Linked DNA regions of Rattus norvegicus: region 1 is linked to region 2. A link is a contact called in public Hi-C data. All regions are on one chromosome and are shown on one strand. The core of a region is the stretch at or near the end of the contact, and the rest is flanking DNA. Distances in the headings are between cores, read along the strand shown. Region 1 holds the start of Atf7ip (activating transcription factor 7 interacting protein). Region 2 has its middle 49 kb from the start of Atf7ip.

Region 1 (2,772 bases), core at 239-2,738, 49 kb before region 2:
ACATTATATAAAACAACACTTTAACTTGACAACAGACTGAGTTAAACTTGGGTTACATAATCAACTAAAAAGGGACTGTACATGTGAATGACAGATAAAGTTTATGAAACCATTTACAAGTTTTTAGACCAGTAAGAAACAAGTGGCAGAATAAAAAAATGATATTTTAAATTATATGTATATTGACCCAATTATTCTACGTACAACTGAAATTTAGTGGCACCACAACTTTAATCAGTAGCACACCAGTTATTTTAAGAAACTAAAACCAGAACATATACAGCTAAAAAATATGTAAAGCATACAATCATACACATATACTACAGTGCACATATTTTTTTAAAAACTCAAAAATTTTAATTGATTCCCTGAATACATAAAGGCCTCAATATAACTTGGAATTATTTGTAAAATTCTTCATCAAAAACCGGTATCAGGTATAATAGCTTATACGTCATTACAAAATGATGAGAAAACGAGTTCATTTTTAATATTTAAATAACTGAAAAAATACTAAAACTAAAAACAAAAGATTCAAGTACTTGGCAAACTGTTCAGGATTAAAACTTCATTGACCAGATGAAATATTTTCTTTAAAAGAAAAGATAGAATACCTGAAAAAACTGAGATTTCAACCCAATTTGTACATTTTCTAATTCTCCTCGGAAACTAAACAATACAAAAATAAAATGGTTTCTATTTTTCTAAGTTTCTATTTTGTAAACACTGCACATCCAAAAGCGAACTGGTAACCACAGGGTTAAAAATGTATTTACAAAAGTGCAGCTGAAGTAAATGCACTTCCCCCGAGAACACCACTAGGTGCTGATCTTATCTCCCTTAATGCAATGCAAATCCAGAAACACCTAACTAAACGTGAAATTATAATCGAGAACCACAAGAGACAATTTGTACCAAAAAATCAAGTCTGCACCGGTGAGACAGTCAGAGAAACTAAGAATTTTGAGGTGCGGGAAGGTTTAAGACACGAGAGAAACGTTTCCCTCGGAAAATGTGAAAAGAAGAGGCACGAGACGAAACCCCCTCGAGAATGAGAAAAATTAAATCTAGAACCCAAATGGCGTCCAACAAGAACATTAGCTCTTGAAAATGAATATTGCGCTTGCGCAGCCACCGCCCGGACAGCTGCTCAACTGCAGCTAGAGCCCGACCCCCAGCGATCACGTGCTCCCATGCAGCGCCCGCCCGCAGCTTCGCAACCGCGCAGGCGCACACTCAACTCCCGCAGCCGCCATAATGCGGTCTTGACTCTTCCGAAATACAATAGTCATTTCGCCGACTGTGGTTAGAACAGCCCCTGGCACTCGCATATACCTTCGGGGGCGGGAGGTGAGGGCCTGGGACCCGAGTTCCTTCCTACGCAGCCGTCCCGCGCAGCCGTCCCGGACGCTGCCGTCTCAGCCGTGCGCTCCACTCGCCGCCACCGCAGATTCAAAAACAAACCCGCTTCTCCCCAGCACGCGCCGGGGCCGTTATGCAAATAGGTGGGGGCGGAGCTTCGTGGGCGCACTATGTACTCCACCCACTGCGCGATCGGCCAATGAGAGCGCGCGATGCCTATTCTCCATGCAAATCTCCTGGTTTTTTATTTGAATGAGGGATTTTGGCCACGCCTCCTGCCTTGAAAAATGAGGCCCGTCTGCCGTGGTGGCGCTGCGGTCTTTTCAATCGCGTCCGGAGGTGAATTTTTTTCCGGTTGCCTCTTTTTTAATCCTCGAGGTGTTTTTTTGTTTTGTTTTGTTTTTGCATGGAGATTCCTCAGTAGCCACCCCTCCATGAAACTTGAGAAAAGAAGTAGGTGAGTGCTTAAAAAGCGAAAAGACTTTTCCATAAAGTCTAGAAGCCTAGAGTACGGAAAATTATTAACATTAATTTTTGTTAATTTTTATCTTTTTGTTTTGTAATGTTGAGGAAGATTCATGCAATTTAGTTCAGTCTAGCATTGAACTTGCCACGTAGCCCACACAGGTCTGGAATTTGAAATCAGTCGGCCTCAACCTCTCAAGTGTTGCTTACAGGTATCACTTAAAGTTCACTAAACTAATTGTATTAATCACAAGAGGTGGAGATAAACATCTTTGGGGGGGGGTAATCTGTAACAGAGCAAGTACTACCAGTCATACCCTCACACCTCATAAACTCACGTATCTCTGAAATACAGATAATAATTACTGTTCCACCAAACAATTACTGACTCAGACTGTAGAAAAGATCCTAAATATGCTTTTTGTATATCAGTAAGGGCCAGGAAAAAAATGGGTGGGAAATTTAATCCCTTAAACTTAATTTCTCCCTTAAAGTATTTATTCAATAGTAATTTAAGCAATCACTGTGTTCCAAAACTTAAGTAGCTGTCAGGGCTGAGGAAATCTATACTCCCATAGGCAGATGTGGCTCAACTCCCAGCGGCACTCAGGGAGGATGAGGGAGATCTTGAGAGAACAAGGACAACCTGGGGCCATGGGCTCCCAGATCATCTGGAGCTTGAGACTCTTCTCTCCAAAGAAGCTCACAGCTTTAATTACTGTCCTGTACTTGACTCTTCAACAAAGGACATTAAACAGGCAAACCCAAGGGATTTAAAATTGAAGAAGCAACCCACTGGGGACATGAAATATGGTACAGTATCCAGAATCTTTCCAGTGCCAGCCCATCCACAAGCTAGGCAAGGGCTCTGCTATTAGGTGATAGCATCAACCCAGAATTGCCAGAACCATGAGATGAACACATCACCCCCCTCCTCCCAAATTC
Region 2 (2,873 bases), core at 295-2,794:
GCCTTCTGAGGGCTCTAAGGGGGTGATTCCCGATTGTTCCTCTGGGGCTGGGTGGAAACGTTTCTCACTGGTAAGTTACCTTAGAGCAAAGAAACCTCGAAACGACTGGGTGGAAAATATTGTTTGAAACCCTTAAGCGTTCCTAGGGGAACAACAGTTATTTTCCTTTCATGTTTTTCCGTCACACAAAGGTGTGTTTTTTGAGACAGGGTCTTGCTATGCCGCCCAGGCTGGCCCGGTAATCTTGCCAGTCTTCCGGATTCAGCATCGGAAGTGTTGGGATTACCTGTGTGCACACATTATCACCAACTTTTTAGGGCCCCAGACAACAACTTTAAGTTTCCTTTTTCTTTCTTTTTGTTTGTTTCTGTTTCTTTTTCTTTTTTTCTCGAGAGAGGATTTCTTTGTGTGGCCTGGCTCTCCTGGTACTCACTTGGTTGGTAGACTTTACACTCCGCCTGCCTCTGCGCTGGGACTAAAAGTGTGTATGTGCCTGTACACTTGCCAGGGCAAGACTTTTATTACCATACAGTGTTGGAAGTCGCATTTCTTCTGCGAGGACATAATTTATATCTCTATTCTTTATAAATGTAGACATTTCTGGATAATTGTATTTTCGGTTATGAGCTTAGATTGAAGTCAAGCCATCTCCCCAGTCCTCCTATTAATTACTTTCACATCTGTTGGTGTTCTGGTGTTGAGGGTGGAGGCTGTCCCCTTTGCTCGATTTCAGGGAGGTCACACCCTGTCTCTGCACCGGTGGTTGACAACCTTCAGTGCACAGGAAGTAGTCACTGGGCGGCCTGGAGGAGTACAGGCAGCAGTAGGCTGTCTTTTCTCAAGGTTGTGAGCCAGAGTTTCTAAACCAGCTGGTGCAGAGGCCTGCAGGGCGGGGCGGGCGTGACCGCCTTCCGCATTCCTCTTCCGTCTGTGGCTGCAGTTGCGGTGTGGGGAGGGGAGGGGCGGGCCGCGGTGTGGGGGAGGGGAGGGGCGGGCCACAGTCCCCAGAGAGCTGGCCTGGGAGAGCCCAGGGACAGCCTCCGAGTGCCACTGTGCCCCAGGACGTGAACACGACCTCTCTTCAGTGTGTCTGGAAAACCCTGACGCAAAACAGGCAAAGACAGGGCCCACCATCCAGTAACCTGAAAGGCCTCTGGGTTTTTAAGGCTCGCCTTAGATATCAGGCCACTTCACGCTCGTGGATCTTGCATCTGTAAAATGGGGCTAAATGAAAAATTACAATAAATACGATATAAACGAGAGGGGTGGCGGAAAGGAACAAATTCATTGTGCTTTGTGGATGTTGTCACAAGCGCAACACAAAGGCAGGGCCCCAGACAACAAATGGCTGGCTTTGTTCTGGCTAAGCATGGAGAGCCTCACTAGAATGAAGTCCTTTGTGCCTTCAGTCAGCTTCGGGGATTATACAGGGAAGGCTCTGGGAGCTGTTTTCCTGGCTGGAGACATTGTTCTGGAAACAGGCTGGGTTGCCATGGCTACAGCTCCCCAGGGCCAGGCCCTGCCCATTTCCAGGCAGCCAGCCTGTCAGCCTGTATGGTGCCTGCTGTTACCGGGTCACTCCCGGTTTCCAGGCCTCCTCCCACCCAGCACTGTACGGGAATGCTCGGAAGTTCAAATTTCCCAGATGGCCTTTGAGTCCGAAAATAAAGCCCTGTGCTTGCCAGGACTGAATTTGTCTTGAAACAAAAGTCAGTAGACTGGAAGCTTGTTGAAGGCAGGAACCACCCTATATCATCAGCGTCACCAGGACCACGTCCTCTACCCAGAGTAGGTCGTCACATAGTAGGCGCTTTAGAAGCAAGCATTTGGCACCAGGGTGGCGGTATGGTGTCTGGTTAAAAGCATGGATTTTGGAACTAGTGTCTTTCTCTGACGGGTTATAGATCGGTACCACTACCTACTTACTTCGAACTTTATTTTTCTCACCTTTAAAATGGGAACAGCCATGCAGTTGGTTCTCAGGGATGTACAGTGGCTAGGTTTGTGTAAGATATAAAATGCGTGGTACTGTGTGGGGCTTCTGATTATTTCTCCTGCTAGTCTCTTTTTAGCATGTTACATCTGCAAATAAGAGCGTCGCTCTCGGTAAAGACAGCCATCTCTTGCCAAGCAACAACCACACGAACAAATAGGACCTGTACCAGCTCAGTTATAATACATGTTGGCGTTTAGGTGCTCAGTCCACATTTGTGTACTAAGCGTCAGATACAGCATGCCTGCCAGTAACAAGTCTCCCGTTCTTCAAATGTCACCCATAAATAATGCAAAGTGGGCTGAGTTCCAACAGTCTCTCCAGGTGTCTAAGAGGAACAGAAGGGAATGGCATTTCAACATTTCAGCCCTGGCTCTCCCAGCTTCTAGCTTCTCCCGCCACATCTCAAGGGCACTCCTGATACCCACAGATACAACAAAGGAACTCCGGGGCGCCCCTCCCCCACTCCCACAGCAGACTGGCTTCTAAGTCTCCAGGCAATCTCCTGCTGACTCTGGAAGATTCCAACCATGTGGGGACACTCAAGGGAAGGGAATCCACTCCCCTCATTTTCCTATCCAAATGAGACTGACCTGGACTTTAGGTTCTGGAACTCCTGAAAGTCCTGGGAAATATCTAAGGGGGAGGGGTGGAAGCAGCCTGGGGAAACCTCTGAACCCTGTGTGGCCTTAGAAAGTGCACACCCTACACGTCTGTTCAACTGGGTGACAGCTTGCTCCTGGAGTCGCTCTGGAGCGGATGGACAACTAGCTAGGGAAGGAGGGATAGTCAAAGACGTAACCATCATGCCTGTGTTGTCTGACATTGCTGTTGCTTTTAGTTGAAGTGTGTACAGCATGTGTGCATTTGGTGACACGTA

Evidence for each region. Hi-C and Micro-C count contacts between places; a contact is called where the count stands out from the background.
Region 1: a Hi-C map of liver shows a contact between it and region 2, with 5 times the contacts expected there. The contact joins the promoter of Atf7ip here to the enhancer-like site in region 2. A contact is called at or near these places in 9 of 12 Hi-C or Micro-C datasets (Schwann cells, frontal cortex, kidney and 4 more) and 1 of 1 datasets of contacts at active chromatin or transcription factors (oligodendrocytes).

Annotation. Positions count from the first base shown.
Region 1 is chr4:171,115,838-171,118,609 of GRCr8, reverse strand. Atf7ip (activating transcription factor 7 interacting protein) reads right to left here and starts at 1,488. Exons shown (of 15, transcript NM_001107893.2): 1 at 1,336-1,488. LOC102549638 (a long non-coding RNA gene) reads left to right here and starts at 1,288. Exons shown (of 4, transcript XR_010065976.1): 1 at 1,288-1,819.
Region 2 is chr4:171,066,827-171,069,699 of GRCr8, reverse strand. No RefSeq gene overlaps it. Among named protein-coding and RNA genes, the nearest start is that of Atf7ip, 49 kb to the left of the region's middle. Within about 2 kb of position 1,544, at least 83 of the 93 cell types and tissues checked have an H3K27ac peak or open chromatin away from gene starts, as enhancers often do. A contact at or near this core is called in Schwann cells, liver and prefrontal cortex, where this site is marked.